Linked DNA regions of Mus musculus: all the other regions are linked to region 3. A link is a contact called in public HiChIP or PLAC-seq and promoter capture Hi-C data. All regions are on one chromosome and are shown on one strand. Each heading gives the region's core, a stretch centred on a gene start, on an enhancer-like site or on the middle of the called end of the contact. The rest is flanking DNA. Distances are from core to core; before and after follow the strand shown.

What was found. Promoter capture Hi-C pulls out the DNA fragments that hold promoters and counts their contacts. HiChIP or PLAC-seq counts read pairs in DNA pulled down with a chosen protein or histone mark.
Region 1: a contact with region 3 is called in a promoter capture Hi-C map of pre-B cells, with 4 times the contacts expected there. The contact joins the promoter of Mettl18 here to the promoter of Creg1 in region 3. A contact is called at or near these places in 2 of 39 promoter capture datasets (erythroid cells and pre-B cells).
Region 2: a contact with region 3 is called in a promoter capture Hi-C map of pre-B cells, with 2.8 times the contacts expected there. The contact joins the promoter of F5 here to the promoter of Creg1 in region 3. A contact is called at or near these places in 2 of 39 promoter capture datasets (liver and pre-B cells).
Region 4: an H3K27ac HiChIP or PLAC-seq map of bone marrow-derived dendritic cells shows a contact between it and region 3, with 3 times the contacts expected there. The contact joins the promoter of Ccdc181 here to the promoter of Creg1 in region 3. A contact is called at or near these places in 1 of 39 promoter capture datasets (liver) and 1 of 115 datasets of contacts at active chromatin or transcription factors (bone marrow-derived dendritic cells).
Region 5: a contact with region 3 is called in a promoter capture Hi-C map of liver, with 4 times the contacts expected there. The contact joins the promoter of Tmco1 here to the promoter of Creg1 in region 3. A contact is called at or near these places in 7 of 39 promoter capture datasets (the 3T3-L1 cell line, HPC-7-derived erythroid cells, embryonic stem cells and 3 more) and 1 of 484 Hi-C or Micro-C datasets (B cells).
Region 6: a contact with region 3 is called in a promoter capture Hi-C map of pre-B cells, with 4 times the contacts expected there. The contact joins the promoter of Aldh9a1 here to the promoter of Creg1 in region 3. A contact is called at or near these places in 6 of 39 promoter capture datasets (the C10 cell line, HPC-7-derived erythroid cells, hippocampal neurons and 2 more), 1 of 484 Hi-C or Micro-C datasets (liver), 1 of 115 datasets of contacts at active chromatin or transcription factors (bone marrow-derived dendritic cells) and 1 of 9 other capture datasets (adipose tissue).
Region 7: an H3K27ac HiChIP or PLAC-seq map of bone marrow-derived dendritic cells shows a contact between it and region 3, with 11 times the contacts expected there. The contact joins the promoter of Uck2 here to the promoter of Creg1 in region 3. A contact is called at or near these places in 1 of 39 promoter capture datasets (embryonic stem cells), 3 of 484 Hi-C or Micro-C datasets (the G1E-ER4 cell line and LSK cells), 5 of 115 datasets of contacts at active chromatin or transcription factors (bone marrow-derived dendritic cells, bone marrow-derived macrophages, embryonic stem cells and 2 more) and 1 of 9 other capture datasets (adipose tissue).

What each region holds. Positions count from the first base shown.
Region 1 is chr1:163,993,484-163,996,183 of GRCm38.p6, forward strand. It overlaps Mettl18 (methyltransferase like 18), which reads left to right and starts at 1,406. Exons shown (of 2, transcript NM_027279.3): 1 at 1,406-1,588; 2 at 2,431-2,700. The coding sequence starts at 2,629. BC055324 (cDNA sequence BC055324) reads right to left here and starts at 1,313. Exons shown (of 24, transcript NM_201364.2): 1 at 1,127-1,313. The coding sequence starts at 1,237.
Region 2 is chr1:164,150,489-164,153,188 of GRCm38.p6, forward strand. It overlaps F5 (coagulation factor V), which reads left to right and starts at 1,347. Exons shown (of 25, transcript NM_007976.3): 1 at 1,347-1,632. The coding sequence starts at 1,475. It overlaps Gm16548 (predicted gene 16548), which reads right to left and starts at 1,729. Exons shown (of 3, transcript NR_037987.1): 1 at 1,371-1,729.
Region 3 is chr1:165,762,419-165,765,118 of GRCm38.p6, forward strand. Creg1 (cellular repressor of E1A-stimulated genes 1) reads left to right here and starts at 1,340. Exons shown (of 4, transcript NM_011804.3): 1 at 1,340-1,720. The coding sequence starts at 1,367.
Region 4 is chr1:164,274,189-164,276,888 of GRCm38.p6, forward strand. Ccdc181 (coiled-coil domain containing 181) reads left to right here and starts at 1,410. Exons shown (of 6, transcript NM_029115.3): 1 at 1,410-1,573.
Region 5 is chr1:167,307,247-167,309,946 of GRCm38.p6, forward strand. Tmco1 (transmembrane and coiled-coil domains 1) reads left to right here and starts at 1,424. Exons shown (of 7, transcript NM_001039483.1): 1 at 1,424-1,687; 2 at 2,060-2,137. The coding sequence starts at 1,618.
Region 6 is chr1:167,348,674-167,351,373 of GRCm38.p6, forward strand. Aldh9a1 (aldehyde dehydrogenase 9, subfamily A1) reads left to right here and starts at 1,318. Exons shown (of 11, transcript NM_019993.4): 1 at 1,318-1,743. The coding sequence starts at 1,563. Gm24182 (a small nuclear RNA gene) reads left to right here and starts at 352; the gene lies at 352-458.
Region 7 is chr1:167,283,768-167,286,467 of GRCm38.p6, forward strand. It overlaps Uck2 (uridine-cytidine kinase 2), which reads right to left and starts at 1,360. Exons shown (of 7, transcript NM_030724.3): 1 at 1,009-1,360. The coding sequence starts at 1,107.

The DNA of each region.
Region 1 (2,700 bases), core at 156-2,655, 1.8 Mb before region 3:
TTTACTTACAGAAGAAAACCTGGAAATGAGATTTGCGTTTTCAGTAGGTAGCAAGGTAAGGTAGAAATGGTACTCTAAATGTAGTGTGGTACCTGTAATACTGAGGGGAGGGTAAATAACAGATATCTTCATTCCCTCTAAGCCTAGCAGTCTGAGACACACATTACATAAATAAACATCTTTTGAGTAGGAAAACAGTTGTTTCCAGGAGGAAATTCCATAAAAACAACCCTTCTCGTTGACACACAAAAATTCCAGCACTGCAAACTCAGGATTACTGCAAACCCAAGACCAGTCTGTTTTGTATAGCTAGTATCAGGCCAGTCAGGACTACCATCTAAAAAGCAAAATAATTCCATATCCACACACGGAGTACTTTAAAAACGGTCATCAGCACCACGTTGGATTTTGCTAATGTCTAAGGAATGACTTCAGTGTGAGAGAACTTAAGTTATACTATGAAACATCATTCGTGCAAGGTTTGAACTTTCACTAAATGTAATGGTATTTTCAGTTTTTGGAGGGGTGTGTGTGTGTCTGTTTCTGTGTGTGTAATTTTAAATAGAAGGTATGATCAAAATCATAAAATTAAAATCACCTTTTACATGAAGGGAGTCGACTTCCAATTACAAACACAAAAGCATTACATAATTATTCTTTGCACCTAACTCCACACAATTACAACTCGATTAAAGCCAATACCTGAAGCACCGCCTTGTAACTTAAAAGGGAAACGGGTTCGAAAGGGGAAAAGCATTTTTGTTTACAGACCATCCTTTGAAGATGTGGTACCACGGAAGAACTACAACTACATCCTTCAGCTCTCACGCTTCATCCAGATACTGAGCACCAGCGCGGGCATCTCCCACACTTAGGCAAGTGCGACCGACCGGGCAAACTTAGGAACAGAGAACTAAACTTAAGGCATGAGAGCACTCATCATTTTCAAACGCTCCAGTCGCAATCGTCCGACAATGCTAGGCGCGCCTAGCCCCTCAACCCACGGTTGTCCTCGTTCCCTTAACCATCACCTCGCAAAACAAAACAGAGTTCGAATCCCAGGCTGCCCGCGTCAGGGCGGAGCAGGCTCGCGACACACCCCCCGCTCAGCGCCCTCCAAGGATATGAGGAGCCGGGGCAGCACCGAAGGCAGCTCCCGACGGCACATCTCCTCCGACCAGCTGCTGAGTTCCTCCAGCACGACCCCGCTCGCCACCTCCGCATCGTCCTGCGACATTCTTTCGCCACCCCCGAGAGACGAACGAATCCGCACGACTCCCGCCACAGCTTGGAACGCCGTCCCAGCAGGCTTTGAGAGAGCTCCGCCCCCACCAAACCATAGAGAGGAGCACTCTCGCCCCCAAGCGTCGGGGCCCTCTCTAGCTATTGGAGGACTCATCTCGTTGGTGTTCGCCGTAGGCTGAAGGCGAGTTTCTCCGGTAGTTTGTTCGCCCTGGCGTCTGACTTTCCAATGCTGAGACCAGAAGTCCTCAGGTTTGCTATCCTCAGTCCGGGGGGACTTTGAGACGACGCGTAGTTTCAAGGGTGACCTGGGCTGAGGCCAGGAATGACTCTACTCCCCTGTGAGGTGCGTTCGAGAATAGGAATGATTTTACTGGCGTGCGTGCTTCCGTTCCTACGGCTCCTGCCAAGTGAACGGAGATCCCACCGTCCAGAAATGTGCAAATTAAAACGGGTGTTATGGTCTGGCATATTGCCGGAAATGTTTCTATACAATCGATTATACTTTCCACAGTCCTAGTCTTTATTCATCCCTCCAGTCACATAAGGTGTAGAACTACGTACACATAAATGTACCGTTTGGATGAGTTTGCACACACCAGATCACACACACCTGTGTGTGTTTGAAAATGGATACCCTACTTACCCAAATAAAACCTTAAACTGTTTTTGCGAGGCAGAGATGAAGGAACAAACCTGGATGCCACTGTGAACAAAGAGAAAATAATTACTGTAGATGCGTCAGAAATTTAGGAAGATGAAGGTGAAGATGCCTGAGCACAAGGCAACTAAAAGACCAGGCAGGAAGCTGGGCATGGTGGCGCACGCCTTTAATCCCAGCACTCGGGAGACAGAGGCAGGTGGATTTCTGAGTTCGAGGCCAGCCTGGTCTACAAAGTGAGTTCCAGAACAGCCAGGGCTATAGAGAAACCCTGTCTCGAAAAACCAAAAAAAAAAAAAAAAAAAAAAAGACCAGGCAGCAGGTAGCTAGGCTGTCCTGTCTACAAATCTTGGGGTTTATTGTTCTGGTGAAGGTGGTAGCTGCTATAGCTATTCTTTTGTTTGTCTTTATGTTTTATCTTCTACTTTTGAATACTTAAGGCATCTGTGCATTTTGCTAAATCGCATACACACAGCCTTTTTTTGTTTTTGTTTTTAAACATTTTCTTTTCCCCCTTCCCTTTCCAGGGCTGAACTGAAAAAGGATCAAAGGCGTCTAAAACGTCTTTGGAGCCCCCTCTGAATACATCTGATGGTGTATACGCAGCTAACAGACATTGGGCGCAACAGAACTAATCGACTGTGTGATCGGTTATGCCATTAAATTCTTTCTAGAAGCTGAAGCATCATCCTTTGGTAAAAAAACGGTGTGCATAGAAAAAGAGGATGGCCTTTCAATTCAATTTCAGCATAGAAGAAGATCTGGAAAATAAATTAACATCCCTCGATGATGGAACT
Region 2 (2,700 bases), core at 97-2,596, 1.6 Mb before region 3:
TGAATAGATCATAATCTAGCCACAGATACAAGGGCATCTTGAAAACCTAATGAAAGGTTAGCAAAAGGAGTATATAATCTGAGCAGATTAAGTTCATGAAACGGAAAAGTCAACTGGAACCCAGAATCAGAGACAATGGCAGAAATTCTGACTTTAAAGAGCAGGGAAGCAGAAAGGGAAGGAAATCCGTGTGAGCATTCTTCCTAGTGTAGTTATGTGTGCACACATCTGCTAATTAATTACTTTTCAGTACATGGTCTCACTGCGTAGCTTAGGCTGATCTCAGGCCTCAAACTCACATTCCCCTGCTTCTAGCCCTCGTGTGCTGGGATTACAGGCATGTGCCATCATGCCTGACTCAAGAAGGGGCATTATAAACTGACTGAAGAATATCAGTGATGTGATCAGCAAAGAAACAGAAGCAGGAGTTGGGGGGAGGGGAGAAGGAAGGGAAGGGGGAGGGGTGGGGCAGGGGGAGGGAGAGGGAGAGGCTGCTGCGGAACCTGGATGGTACCAGATCACAATTTACTGGATGTGCTGGAAGCAGAAAGTCTGAGCAGAGACAAAGTTCTGGAGAATTCAGGGCAGGCCATCCTGCTGATTCAGGCATAATTCTCAGCTTTGCCACCAACAGAAAAATAAAATCTAAAACACCATGCCAAGGATACAGGAGAACGAGCAAAGACAAGATCATAGACTGTAGCTACCTAGGCCCTGGGGACTGTCCAGTTTACAACAGTTTGTCCCCTCCCAATAATAAGATCAAGGAAAACTAGAATTGCCATTCTTATTTTACAGATGTCAAAAGTATTTCTAAAGACATAGTTGGCCCCAGACCACACAGCTACTGACTATCTCAAATGAGTTCTCTAAACCCTGGTCTCGGCTACACTTGAGCTGGTGACAAGCCCTTACCAAGCGGTCTGTCCTAAGAGATTCAGACTGCTAACCTGTTGGTGGACCTGTCCTGAGGCTGTTTTCTGGTTACTGTGCAGTGCCATTTTCCTGGGATCTGAGGATGGGTGTTGGGTCTTACTAAGGCTTGCAGAAATCAGCTGACAAGCCTAAACTTTGAACCCCTACCCCATCCCCCCACCTCCACCCGCGCAGGTTAAGTGGGATTGCTGCTCCCACCTACGTTGAAGTGGGGGAAATGCTGCTTTGTGATGGGGCGGAGACCCTTGGGCACTGCTCCAGAGCCATAACCTCCAGCAGGCTTGCCCTTCCTTTCCCTCTACATTCCTTGTCTGGCATTCTCTCTAGTAAATGCCTGTGGCCACAGGGGGGAGTGACCTCAACAAGCCCCTGCCTACACTAGGCATAGAGGGAGGTAGGGTTAGACAGCCACCACAGGGGACAGGGACACTCACTGTGCCCTGCAGCTTCTTAGTCCTCCAGGGAGACAGATCAGCGCGCAACAGGGACAGAGCACTGAGCACTGTCGGTGGTGGCAGCGCGCGGCAGGACAAGGGCCATGCTCCTAGTCTGCCCGTGCTTCTTCCTCCTGGTGGTTCTGGGAACCCGCTGGGCGGGCTGGGGCAGCCACCAGGCAGAGGCCGCGCAACTAAGGCAGTTCTATGTGGCAGCTCAGGGGATCCTCTGGAACTATCATCCTGAGCCCACAGATCCAAGGTAACTGGGGGTGAAATCCAGGTGGGCTTCTTCAAGGAAGAAAATCTATTATAGTTGCAAGGGGTGGGGGTGGGCTGGGAGGAGGAGGAAAAGGAAAAGGAAGAGGAGGAGGAGGAGAGAGAGAGAGAGAGAGAGAGAGAGAGAGAGAGAGAGAGACTAATGTTGTGTGGGTGTAATTTTGTCTCTATGGACATAATTTATCATTTTGAGGATGTGGAAATTTCAATGTGAATGGTTAGCTGTGGCTTTCTTTCCAGGTGCAATCCCTAATCTGTTTTCCCCCCACGTTTGTTAGTTTAGTGTATTGATGGGTTGAAAGGACACACCTCCACAGCCCTCTTAGCCCTTCCTGTGCATTCGGCTTAAGCCTTTTGACAGTCTGCTTAAAAAAAAGAAAAAGGACCTTCTAGTTATATAATATTTATTCCTGTTAAACACAAGTTCATCTTCTAAAGAAAAAGATGTCAAAGCTGTCACCATGTACTTCATTATAAGGAGATTTTGTTGCCTTCCTATAAACGATTTTCACTGTGGGTTCAGAGGGAAGGGAAGGCACACTTGTATTTTCACTTTTCCTAGACTTACCCCTGGCTACCTAATGTGGCTTCATTTTTTCCTCTCATTTTGAGTTACTTCCTGGAATATGACTTATCCTGGGTATTTTGGTCTGCCCTGATTATTACCCATGTTAGTGAGCACATAAGGTAGTCATTCAAAGGCATGTCTAACTAAGAGGAGGCTTAAATAATATCAAACCTAACTTTGAGTTGCAGAATATATTTTGCTAACCTGCCTGCAGTTACCCAAGTCATAGATTCTACGTAGCACTTGCGACCACGAGTGTTTTTATTTTAAATGCTAAGCCTCGCTTACTGGTTGACGCATTTTTTTCCCTTTTAGTTGACATCAAAGTTTAAGTGATTGTGAAAGATGTGTTCCTCTTTTACAATTGCAAAACCAAAGCAATCAGCCAAAGAAAATAATGTAATATCTTGAAAGCAATGTGTAATGTTTTAGTATAAATGAATAATCAGCCTTTGAGTTTGCTGTTGTTGGTTCTGGGTTGTT
Region 3 (2,700 bases), core at 90-2,589:
CAGAGAGAGAGACAGAGAGACAGACAGAGATCAGGAGAAAGACAGAGTAGTGGGCCAGATTGGGGTGGGGGGCTAGCTAGAGGCAGACCTCAGAATATCTTTCCAGAAATCTCCTTTAGGAGTCTCACACCAGTCCCTAGAATAGAGGCTAAGCCTGATTTTTATATCATTTTAGAGGTGTCAGGAAGTTTCACATCCCATGATTTAGTTCATCCTGGCCTACATGACAGGGAGCTGGGTGCCACAGACTAAGAGGAGCTGCCAAGGAGCTGAAGGGGTCTGCAACCCTATAGGTGGAACAACAACATGAACTAACCAGTACCCCCAGAGATCGTGTCTCTAGCTGCATATGTAGCAGAAGATAGCCTAGTCGGCCATCATTGGGAAGAAAGGCCCCTTGGTCTTGCAAACTTTATATGCCCCAGTACAGGGGAACACCAGGGCCAAGAAGTAGGAGTGGGTGGGTAGGGGAGGGGGGGGTACAGGGGACTTTCGGGATAGCATTTGAAATGTAAATGAAGAAAATACCTAATATTTTTTTAAGAAAGAAAAAAGAGTAGCGGCTAAGCACGGACTGCTTCATAACTCTGTTAGGAAGAGAGAGAGCTGCAGAGAGGTGTGGCCTGATTCAGACTATAGGATGGGTGGGGCTTAAAAGATTCTAACAGTGGCCACAGTTTTAAAACGACGCAAACACGTTTGCATACATTTTCTAACTCCCTAGGGTAGCAGAATGAAAATCCTCCACGGGCTTGGAGGATCTGCCAGAATAAATGCATGAAACCACGAATTTAACCGAGCTAGATGACTTGACAGGTCTCAAATGGACAAGGTCAAAGTCTTGAGTGGGATACCGAAAACTAACAAAGTGGCTTTATCTGAAGACTCTTCTGGGCCAGGAATTTTTAAGTTCCTGCATGTCGGTATTTCTGTACTGTACTACATATAGGCTTGCTTGCTAACAGTCAGTAAACAGAAAAGAGCACACAGAAAACTCACGTTCTCTTAGATGCCAGGCAAGCATACTCAAAGACATTAAAAAGGAGGTGTGTGCGTGCATGCAGGCAGCTTTTTTCTAGCACTGTGACTTAGGAAGTTGCTTAATTTCTTCTAGACCTCATTTATCTGTCTGTAAATCAAACAAGCAAAACAAATATCTCTTTAGGGCAAATTCGCACTCTTCACAGAGCAGATCACAGGACACGGTGAACAGACCATATGCTTCTGGAAACTGGGTTGCACTGGAGCCACGCCCCCTCTTGCCTGCTCATCTCTGATTGGCTTTCTCGGAGGGGCGGAACAACGGGCAGGCAATAGTTACCCCGGCAGAGTTTGGTCGGTGGGCAGGGACTCCGCAGTCAGCGTCATGGCTGCCCGTGCTCCTGAGCTCGCGCGTTCCCTGCTTGCTGCCCTTCTGGCGCCCGCGCTGGTGGCACTACTGGTGTCGCCGGCCTCGGGTCGCGGAGGCCGGGACCACGGGGACTGGGACGTGGACAGGCGATTGCCTCCGCTGCCACCCCGCGAAGACGGGCCGCGCGTGGCCCGCTTCGTGACTCACGTCTCAGACTGGGGCTCGCTGGCCACTATCTCCACAATAAAGGAGGTGCGCGGCTGGCCCTTCGCGGACATCATCTCAATCAGTGACGGTCCTCCGGGAGAAGGCACGGGCGAGCCCTACATGTACCTGAGTCCACTGCAGCAAGCCGTGAGCGACCTGCAGGTGAGCGGGAGCGCGGCGCGGTTTCCCAGACCCGGCAGAGCAGGAAACCAGCGTCTCCAGTTTAGCTCGCTGGGGAGAGCGTGGGTCTTAGAGATAAGACTTTTGAACCCAGCTCACATGACTGTCTCTTCTGGCCTGCGCTGGCTAGGCGGAGGTTGTAGCATCCCAGATGTTGGGGAACTACCAGGAAGTTCCTACTTACCCTGTTACTGGTCTAAGCGCTTGGGGTAAATTCTTTGCCAGTACCTGGAGCACTTCACACCCTTCAGATAGTCAGGCGTCCTCTTTAGGCGCTGTCTCTGCATAAACTGCACTCTTGTGATCTAAAGGCATACAGATTGTTGGATAGTTTAGCGTTTGGCTTATGTGACTTCGGAGATTCTCTTCCCTACCTTTACCTATCAGCAGTGGGAAACTACTACACAGCATTATAGTTGACTGCGGACCTGGCTCTGCTTACAGCTCAGGTGGAAACAGCCTGGGAGGGAAAGGCCACACAGGAGCCCAGAAATGAAGCCTGACTCGGTGGAGGGTCTGTGGCAAAACTGAGAAAGCTTGGTGTCGTGGTAAACAGTGAGCCAAGAGACGCCGACGCTTTAACCAAGCCCTTGCCATGGTATGTGCCTAGGGCTTTTCGGTTCCACCTGTTTTCATTCATTGTCTCTTGTAGTAACTCTTAGAAACAGGCATGGCTATTCCGGGTTTACAGATGAAGACATGAGGTTAAGTAATTTGCGCAAAGCCAGGGGGCCAACCCTAGTTCACCTCAGACCCACTTGTCTTCAAAGCACAGGCCACAGGACTGGGACCCATGTGCTAGAATAGAAGAGACCCGTTTTCTTCAGCCTCCACAGAGTTCTGTATTGTTCTAAACAAATTTAAATTAGCTACTGCCTTTTAAAACTGCAATCCTAGGGGCTAGGGAAATAGCCCAGTTGGTAAAATACTTGCCATGTAGGCGCGAGGACCTGTATTTGGTC
Region 4 (2,700 bases), core at 160-2,659, 1.5 Mb before region 3:
GAAATGAGGAGAGCCCAGCTCCAGGTATTTCTGTGAGGTGTTTCCACCAGTTCTTACATGTCCTTCGTTTTCTTCCCTTGGTCAGTCATGGTTAGCCTATGTACACTCAGCTCACTGGAGAGAAGAGGCATTAAATGATGTGCCTGCATAAAGTGTGACATAACCCCTCTCTCATTCCTTCCTCCCCTGCGGGTAAGTCTTGAACACTCATGATACATCTCGTTATTCTATGATTTGATCGTGAACTTTCTAAAATGTCCTGTTTTCGAGGTATTTTCCTCTCTCATCTCTGATGACCAAAACCCCACTTCCTTCAGAAACCTTCATTATCCTTCCTCACCAAGCTTGTAAATATTACAGTTAGTTCCTTTTAAAGACCTATTAGCCTGGGGAACTCAAGAACTATCTATCAAACATTTATATGGCTGGAGGCTTGTAAATGTCTAAACCCAGTCTCTCCTTGAAAGGGAACTCACAGTTTCCTAGGAATGACTGCCATGAATATTTTTGCATGGAAATGAGACATGACAATGTTTATCCCCAGATCACATTGTTGGCTTCCAAGTTATGCATGTAATTGCTAACAGGCAGTGAGGCATAAGGTTTTGATGTATGCTTCACCCTATCTGGTATATTTTGAGTCAACAAAACAAGTTGATGCCTGTCTTCCCACAAGCTATCATCTCCATGTGTAATGCCCAGCCCGTCTCCCATAATTTATACTATTTTTCAAAAGTAAGCTCTGGAGTAAACTCTTTACATATATAAAGATATATATATATATATAATCAAGGAGAGGTTAATATATTAATATATATTAGCTTATATATGAATCTCTCCTCGATCCACCTTTTTTTTTAGATGAATTTGTACCTATGTTATATTGCCCTTCTATTTACACTCTGTGAGCTCCTTCATGGCTGGCCTATTATCTATCACCACAATCTGAATGTTCTCTTATTTTCCTATTATCCCCCAAGGTATTAAGGGAAGTTATGGGAAAACTGTAGTTGCCTCTCTTGATGAGTTTGATTGCTGGAACTAAAGTTCTATTTTCTTTCATAACTCCTTTCTGTAAATACAATTTTGGCTATAATTTCTTTAAGCTGAGGGTCGAAACAGCAATTAACAACTAGCAACTGTTATCTTTTAATATTTACTTGAGGAACTGTTATCTTTTAATATTTACTTGAGGAAAATGAACACAGAAATGCACTTTTATTGTTAAGTTTTGGAAACAAATTAAAAATCTGACTACAGGTATACAAAATCCACATTCAAGGCAGAAAACCAAAGGGGATGCGAGTCTTCCGGGTCTTGGAAACGCTGGCCGGATGTAAGGCGCAGGTGTTCGCGGGGATCCGTTCTGCGCCTGCGCGCGATCCTACCCCGCCTCAGTAGTGGGAAGTCCGGAAGAAGGCCTCAGAGGCGCGCTGTTGCCATGGCACCCGGGTGCTGGGTGCTTCAGGAGCAGGCCCCGGGGTGTCACCGTTGCCTCGTTGTCAGAGCTTAGAAAAGGAGAAGAGAGCTCCTGCGGCCATCTCTGTGACCCCAGCCGCTGCATCTTCCACAGGCAGGAGGGGACTTAGCGGGAGAGGAGGGAAGGACAGGCAGACAGGTGGCAGGAGCAGGGAGAGGATAAACGTCGGGGCGAGGTGGCAGGGAGGCGGCTGAAGCGAGCCCTCTTCCAGGGAGAAGCCCCAGGATCTCCCCAGCCCCGCACAGCGTCACTTCACCATGCACCAGGAGAGCCCCTCAGAGGACGGCTTAGACGCTTAGAGTTTTTGTCCTATCATTTCCCTTCTCAGAGTTTAAGACTATGAAAGGTAGCTTGCGTGGAAGAAATCACTCCTGAAATGTTAGCTTCCACACATAGAATGCTATATTCATTCCGTTGGTGCTTCAGATGTTCAGCACGAATCCAAAATTTTACCTAATTTTGTTAAATATTCCTGTCAGAGCTTGTAACAGATGGTAATTTAAAAAGTATTTCATAACACCACAGACTTATGGGGATGCAGCAGGAAGGATGGACCAGATAGTTTCATAGTGCTGTAGAAGTTTGCTTAACTGCTTTTTAAAATAAGGTGTTTTTTGTTTGTTTTTGTTCTTGTTTTTGTTTTGTTTTTGCTAAATGCTTTTTTTTTATATGGAAAGGTTTTCTCTTTACTGTTTATTCTTTTGGTTCTAGGTGTTTCAACAAATATTGTTTAAAAGGTTATATATGTAGGGGTGAAATAGAAGTATTGGGTTAAAGTATTTTTAAATATTTTTAATCTTGTGAGAAAGTTACCAAATATAATGTGCATCTATGCCTGAGGTTCGGAGCCACATTGCAAGGTCTTCAGACACTGAGAATTTTTCACACACTTAAGTGGAAGGAACTAATTTCTGCCACTGCAGTTTACTATTGATCTGGCCAAAAGCACTTACAGAGATTTTTTTTTTAAATTGATGATAAACTTTACATTTTATATGTGTAAAAAAAAATCATAGTAATAAAATAGGAAATGCTAAGAAATGCGGTTCATGGAAGATACCATTTTATTCTAGTGTGTTGACATGTGTATCATGTGAGCAATGCCCTGGTGGTGATGGTTAGGAAGCCAAAGGGTTGAATATCCTGTGACTCATTTGAAAGGCTTACGGGGCTTGGCAACAGGAGTTCATGTTTATGTTGCTTGTTTACGCTAGAAGCAG
Region 5 (2,700 bases), core at 174-2,673, 1.5 Mb after region 3:
CTCACTTTGTAGACCAGGCTGGCCTCGAACTCAGAAATCCACCTGCCTCTGCCTCCCAAGTGCTGGGATTAAAGGCGTGCACCACCACCGCCTGGCTTCTGAAGCTTTTCTGAATCCTCCGTGAAGAATCGGTCTTGCGCTCTCAACACTTTAGCTATAATTCTATCTTACTATGGCGTACAATTTCCCTGGGGAATTTTGGAACCAAGGAATCTTATCTTGCTCCATCTTACAGGGCCCAGTACTGTTCCTGACATATATTTAATGTCTATTAAAGACGTATATTTATAGTTATATCTTTATTTAATAGACATATATTTAATATCTATTAAAGGAGTCCTGGATAAATATAAGGCAAGAGAAACTAAAAAGGTAATGCTACAGAAGATTTATAAATTGTGTGCAGTGAAATTTGGAAGAACAATGACAGAAAATGGAAGTCAAACTGGGCATGGTGGCACAGTTATGGAAAGCTAGGACAGGGGGGTCTCTTGAGTGCTCCAGGTCAACCAGGGCTCCATAGTGCAACCCTGTCTCAAAAAAACACAAGGACGCACAAAGGAAGACTTCTGAGTTTTCTTGAGGAAAAAGAGCAGATCTGAGAATTGGGAGGAATCGAGTGCTCTTATATCAAGGCCTTCCCGTCATTTTCTCGCCCCGCTTGCACACGGTAATTTACAGTCCATCACGGAGGACATCTGAGTGTATGAGGCTCTCTCAAGACATCCTACTTTTACACACCACACCTTTTTCTATCCCCGTGTCCGTCCCCCCCCAACCCCCCGGCTGTTTTTTTTTTTCTTTCTTTCTTTTTTTTTTCGAGACAGGGTTTCTCTGTATAGCCCTGGCTGTCCTGGAACTCACTCTGTAGACCAGGCTGGCCTCGAACTCAGAAATCGGCCTGCCTCTGCCTCCCAAGTGCTGGGATTAAAGGCGTGCGCCACCACCGCCCAGCCCCCAAAACACTTCTAACTCAAATTCAACGTTTTCACTTCTTCCCCTTCGACTGCGCCACCGTTCCTTCCAATAAAAGCCCGGCCGCAGCAAGCGAGTTGTGCAGCCCTTCTCCTCCAACGGCGTCCCCGGCATCATAAAGGCTGGTTTAACCAGCGCCCGAGGACTCCTCGACTCGGCTCGCCCAGCCCAGGACCGGGGCGAGCCCCCAGACCCTGACGCTCCGCACGCGGTGGCCTAACTTTTCGGCCACGGAGGCGGGGATGCGGGTGAAGTCCAGCCACCGTGTGACAGGGTTCTAGTGTGAGGTAGGCGATCGGGCTCGGAGAGCAGGTAACGCACTGCCGAGGTCGCAACGCCGCCGCCACCACACCGCCATCCTCCGACCGACCTGGCTTTCCAACTCTCGCGAGACCGGGCCTGGCGCGCGCCTTCGGCCCCCGAGACTTGCGCGTTGCCGCTCTCTCCCGACTATGGCGGCCAGACGGCGGGAGTGAAGCCTGTAGTTCCGGGTCGGCGCCCCGGAAGCGGAAGTGTAGACTCGGGGCTGTCAAAGTTGTAGCGCTCCTCGAGGGTCGGTCCCGCCACGTCTCTTCCCGGTCTCTCTGGCTCTGGAGTGCTTTCCCCCCGCGGAGGGTGGGAGCGCGGGGACAGACGGGCGAGATGAGCACCATGTTTGCAGACACGCTGCTCATCGTCTTTATCTCCGTGTGCACCGCGCTGCTCGCCGAGGGTGAGGGCGGCTGTTTCCTTGGACGTTTGATTAATCCCAGGGTGGAAGGGCACTGGGGTCCCTCGCACCCCATGAGCAAAGATCGGGAGCCTCACTCCCTGCGGCCTGCGTGGTCCGTTGCAAGAAATCCCGGGCTCATCCCCCTATAGAAGCAGGAGAGTAGTGTGGAGTCATACGTCCTGATTTTCTTTACGTATTTGTGGATACACTGAAAAAAACAAAACAAAACATGGGTTGATCTGACTTTGAAAAAAGTTACTGATAAGTATAGAGCAAAATGTCGAAATCCTTTTGTCTCCAATACTAACAATTAAAGATGGTTTGTTGTGATTTCCATTTATTTCTCATTAGCATGTTGCTTTTACTGTTTAGGCATAACCTGGGTCCTGGTTTACAGGACAGACAAATACAAGAGATTGAAGGCAGAAGTGGAAAAACAAAGTAAAAAATGTGAGTATGGTAAGACGGTGGACGGTTCAACACGGGAAGTTCAATGGGTGCATGTTCACAGTAACTAAGAGAGGAGTATACCAAGAATACTACAAGCCAGTGTTCCTTGTTAGGGCAACTGAAATCTCAACACTCAGGAGATGGACATGATTGTGAGTTCGCAGCTAGTGTGGGCTACATAGGGAGATTCATGTTACAAACAAAACCATACTCTAACTTGGTAAAGATAGAAATCAAAGACCTTTGTGCAGCATCTTTAATAAAGCTAAAAGGAATCTGGGTGTGGTAGAGCTCCAGATAGGGCAGGCCTGGTCTACATAGTGCATTCCAGGCTGGATCTACTTCCTGTCGAGACCTTGCCTAAAACGGGGGGGGGGGGGGGGGGGGCGGGGAGCTAAAGGGGAAAGGGGTCATGGCAGACACACACACACACACACACAGAGTCTTCATTCTAAAGAAGAGGTCCTGTTCTGTTGTGAGAGACTATGGAAGATCTCATGGTACAGATGGACCCAGTGCCTTGTGGATTAGTTAGAATGTAGATAGAAGATAAAAGAGGGAGA
Region 6 (2,700 bases), core at 68-2,567, 1.6 Mb after region 3:
TCAACAGATGCCATGGTCACATTTCTGGAACATACATCAGACGATCTAAATGTAACAAATCAACATGGGATGGCTGGGCAGAATACTTTAAACACAACTGGCCACAAAACGACCAGCTGTTATCTCTGTACCTGTCAATGATCTTGACCCAGGCCAGATGTTTCCAGATGTTTCTGACCAACCCCAACAAAAGCAGTCCTTTGAGTTCGGGCCTAGGTGTTCTTAATTGGGTACTGCTGTTTCCATTTGAGGACCCAAACCTACACATCTCAGAGGCACTGAAAAGATTAATTCGTACAGAGAGCTGAGAAAATTGACCAAAATTTTTACTAAATTAGAAGAACACATTCCATGCTCGCTTCGGCAGCACATATACTAAAATTGGAACGATACAGAGAAGATTAGCATGGCCCCTGCGCAAGGATGACACGCAAATTCGTGAAGCGTTCCATATTTTTGAGCTAAGACGAAAGGATGGACTATCTAGAGACTACCCCACCCGGGGATCCATCCCACACTCAGCCACCAAACCCAGACACTATTGTATATGCCAGAAAGATTTTGCTGAAGGGACCCTGTTATAGTTGTCTTGTATGAGGCTATGCCAGTGCCTGGCAAATACAGAAGTGGATGCTCACAGTCTTTTAAAAGATGGAACACAGAGCCCCCAATGGAGAAGCTAGAGAAAGCACCCAAGGAGCTGAAGGAGTCTGCAACCCTATAGGTGGAACAACAATACGAACTAACCAGTGCCCCTAGAGCTCGTATCTCTAGCTGCATATGTATCAGAAGATGGCCTAGTCGGCCATCATTGGGAAGAGAGGTCCCTTGGTATATTGCAAACTTTATATGCCCCAGTACAGGGGAATGTCAGGGCCAAGAAGAGGGAGTGGGTGGGTAGGGGAGCAGAGCAGGGGAAGGGTATAGGGAACTTTCGGGATAGCATTTGAAATGTATATAAAGAAAATATCTAATAAAAAAAAAGAAAAAAAGAAGAACACATTCCCTAATACTGTGCTTCTACAAAGCACAAAAAGAAATCAAAGAAATACAGTAAGGAGAATGTTGCAAAAGCTTGCAGGCCCAGTAGAAGGGGTCTCATTATCCTTCCAGGAACTCCTTCGGGATCTGGACCGGAGGACTTGGGTGGTGTGGTGTTCCACGTAATTATCTAGGCCAAAGGTCTTCCAGTTCCAGCCCCAGAAGCTCTCACCAGGCCCTTAATTATGCTGACTAGGCCCAAGCTACTCACTCTAGGCTCTCATTGGCCGTCCTCTCACGCCACACCCCCTCGTGGCACGAGGCCACGCCCCTCCCACTGTCCCTTCCTCCCAGTGGGCTCTACTGGGCTCTCCTTGAGGGCCCCGGGTCTTCACACTCACGGTCCACACCTCCCCGAGGTCCTGTTCCCTAGTGGTCCACCCCTGCCCAGCCAGGGTCGCCTCTTTCCATGGGCCACGCCCCAGAGATTCCGCCCCTCGCCACTCCCTCCTCGTTACCGCGCTATCTCCCCCTCCAGTAGTAATCTGCTGGGGCTTCCGGACGCTTTGCACGCGTAGCAGATGATCCTCGGTGCAGTCGGTTCTGTGCTGACCTCGCTCCTCCGCATTCACCGGGCTGCAGCAGTCGCCGCCATGAGTACTGGCACCTTCGTCGTGTCGCAGCCGCTCAACTACCGCGGCGGGGCCCGTGTGGAGCCGGTGGATGCTTCCGGCACGGAGAAAGCGTTCGAGCCAGCCACCGGTAACCTGGCGCGGGGCGGCACGCGGATGGGGTGGGTCTTCCCCGGCCCTGTGCACTGAGTCTGCTGCCCCGAGTCCTTCCGAGCTCTCCGCCAAGGGTTGCTGAACTTGCGTGGTCGCAGCACGGAGCACAGAATGTTGGGGAGGCTCCTGGAAAAGAGGGGGCGCTATGGGTGCGGTGGGGTGCGCTGGGGGGCCGGGAGTAACTACATGGCTGGAGCAGGAGAGTCTGGCGTAGAACCTGTGGGTCTTTTGAGTTTTGAGAGCTGGGCCTGCAGGAGAGTCTGCTACTGGGATGTTGACTCACAGGTGATTTCTGTTATGCATGATCCACATGACCTTCCCCCTTCTAGTGCTGGGATATTTCTGAACTTCGATGAGAGTTGGGAAAGGAGAGAAAAAAAAAAACAGCAGCCGACAACATCTGTTTAGCTTTAGTGCCTGCTAGCTCTCCAGGTTAACAAGAGAGAGAGAGAAAAAAAAACATTGAACATGTGTAATCACGTGTAGTGCTTACCACTGTTAATTAATGAACTTATCCGTTATCTCCACGTAGTTTCCACCTATGAGTAGTGAGAACTTTCATGCTCTGCACACTTGGCAGATTTTAAGTGAATATGTATTTTACGGTATTATTAGCTGTAATCACGATGTTCATTAGATTTCTACAGTTCATCCTTGCAAGCACTTAATGCTTTGGAGCAAACCCTTAGCACAAACTAAGGAGGAAGCGAGTTCTTTGTTTCTTGGACTTTGGGTTGACTTTTGTGTTTGTTTTGATTATTCTTATTGAATATTCAGAGCAGGGAAAAAAAATGTGTTCTGTAAGCCAGAAGGGCTTGTTTAGTGAGAGAAGTAAAAGTACACTGACCTCCACGAGGCAGGGATTTGCCAGAACCTGAACTGATGGGAGAGGCCATGATAGCTGGGAAGAGTTTCTCAGCCTGCCTCCCTTTAG
Region 7 (2,700 bases), core at 110-2,609, 1.5 Mb after region 3:
GGCGCGTGGCGCGCGTCTCATGGCGCCATCCAGCCTTCCTGCTCCACGCTGCCCAGCCTTGGGGACTCACCATCCGGCCTCACCAGCGGCCGCACGCGGCGCCCAGCTCCCTCGGGCGCCCCTCATGGAGCCCGAGCGCCCACTGAACTTGGCGGCTGTTAAACGGCAGGCGAACAAGCAGCCACATCCTAAAAGGGAGCGAGGGGGAGTAAAGAAAGAACCATCTGGGAGGGCTCCACCCTTCTCCACCTGCAGTAAAGACCCGAGGTTAAGTCAAGTCGCCCCTCGCTGCCGTGCAGGAGAAAATACAAAGGAAAGAGGTTCCTCGCAAAGTCAGACTCGGTAACCCCTTCCCTGCGATCCAAGGAGCGAGCGACCCGGACACCGAAGAGCATGGAGCCTGTACAACTTTCTCACTGAGACTGATGCGGTTTTCTCTTCTAAGCATAAAAGACAGCAGCCCCTGCTGTCATCCCATCCGTGACTGTGCCCATCGAGCTTCGGCTCTCCCGGAAAGCCCTGCAACCCCCAGGTGGGCTCCCGGCAGCGGGCGCGCCACCTCGCGCATCCCGGCCAGCCTCGCAGCCCACAGGCTTGGGCCGGGGCCAGGGCCAAGCCGGGCGGAGGAGCGTACCGGGGCTCCGAGGGAAGCCCCGAAAGCCGGGTCCTTACACCCGACTTGCAAAACAATAAGCATCCGCTTTCCGCCCCTCCCCCACAAGACCCTGACCACGAGTCACAGCCGCCGCCGGGAACCAGCGAGGGAGCGCACCATCCCTGCGGGGGACTTGTAGGAGGAACCCGCATCCTGGACCCTCGGTCGCCCGGGTCCCCCCGCTGGTCCCCAACGCCGCGCACCGAGCCTGCGCGGGGTCTGGCGGCGCCGGAGCGCGGCGGCCCGGAACGAGGATCCCGCGGGCCACGCGGTGGCAGGCTGCAACTGACACGGCCCGCGGGCGCCGGCCACATGCGCCGCCCGCCGTGCGAGCAGGGCGCGCGGACTCTTACCTTCCCGCTGGCCGTGCCCCCGCTCACGCCGATCAGGAAGGGCTCGCCGCCGTTGGGCTGCTGGTGGTTCTGCAGGGTCTGCTCGCTGTCCCCGGCCATGACTCGCGCCGCCCCTCCTCTCGCAGCCTGTGCGAACCGACGCACGCTCCCCGCCCGCGACCGGGCTCGCTCGGCTCCTCGCAGGAGCAGCTGGTCGCTGCTGAGGTCGAGGCTGGGCCGGCCGCGGCTGGAGCCCGGGCGCGGGGGAGGCCGAGGTGGCTTTCCCGGAGGTGCCGAGAGCTCTCCTGTGCCCGTGGCGGCCCGTGGGGTTTACATCCCAGGCAGAGGTCAGCGTGATGAGGCTGCTCCAATCCGGGCGGGCTGCGCGCTGCTATTCGCCAGGAGTCTGGCCCCAGCCTCCGCCCCGCCCGGGCCCCGCCGCCGCCCGAGGTCTCTGGGAAAGGTGTGAGCGCCACTCCCCTCCCCACCCGCCGGATTAACCCTTTCTGGGACGGAGCGGGGGGTGGGGTGGAGGGGTGAAGAAACCGGCTAGGTCAGCGTCTTAATGCGCCACTCTGCGTCCTATTTCAAAAGAGATCAAAAGCTAGAAGAGACTGCCAGAGCAGAGCAGAGACTGGAGGTTTGAGACGCAAAACTGGAAAAGGCTGGGAATATGAAGATGGAGAATTAATGCCTAGACCCTTCATCCTCACTGAAACTTGTGTTTTCAGAGACTCCCTTCCCACCCTCCGTGTGCCAAAATAGTGTGTCACCCGCTCGGCTTAAGAGAGTTCCTGTCTTGGAAACCCCCAAGTGCCATTTTCCTTAGCAGGTCTGTCCTCATGTGACTCCCTAAAAGAAGGGTGACTCGGGGACGGTTACTCCTCCCTGAAAAACCAGTGCCCTTCCACACCATCCTAGCTCCGCAGTACTGACATTCCCGTGGAGCTAGGGTTAATGAAAATAGAAACATAACAATGCCATTTCCATTCATTGATGACTTTAACTGACCTAGTTTATTAGAGGCAGGCAATTTGTCACTTAGTTAGGAAAACAGTACCAAATGGAGACTAAAAAGGAGTCTTCACCGCGGGAGCCAGATGTCTTCATTCACATCAAGTTCCATAAGCAAGGCCAATGTGCCTCAGTGCTCTATTAAATGAAAATAAAAATGATACACGCTAGGATTTTTGATGGGCTAAAATGAATTATCATAGGTAAAGTTTTTAGAACAATGCCTGAATATCACTGTAGAGTATTGGGGCTTGAAAAGACTCCTAAAGGAACCAGAAAGGGCAGTTTTGCTGGGCACACCTGAAAGGTAGTACTAGAATCTCCGCTTCTCTGAACTCTGAACCTCTTTTTTTTTGGGGGGGGGTTCGAGACAGAGTTTCTTTATATAGCCCTGGCTGTCCTAGAACCAGAAACCTGTAGACCAGGCTAGCCTTGAACTCAGAAATCCACCTGCCTCTGCACACCTTTAATCCCAGCACTTGGGAGGCAGAGGCAGGCAGATTTCTGAGTTCGAGGCCAGCCTGGTCTACAAAGTGAGTTCCAGGACAGCCAGGGCTATACAGAGAAACCCTGTCTCGAAAAATCAAAAACAATAACAACAACAACAACAACAATAACAACAACAACAACAAAAACACTGGCTGCTTGTCCAGAGGTATGTGGGTCCAATTCCCGTCACTCACTTGGCAGCTTCAGGGG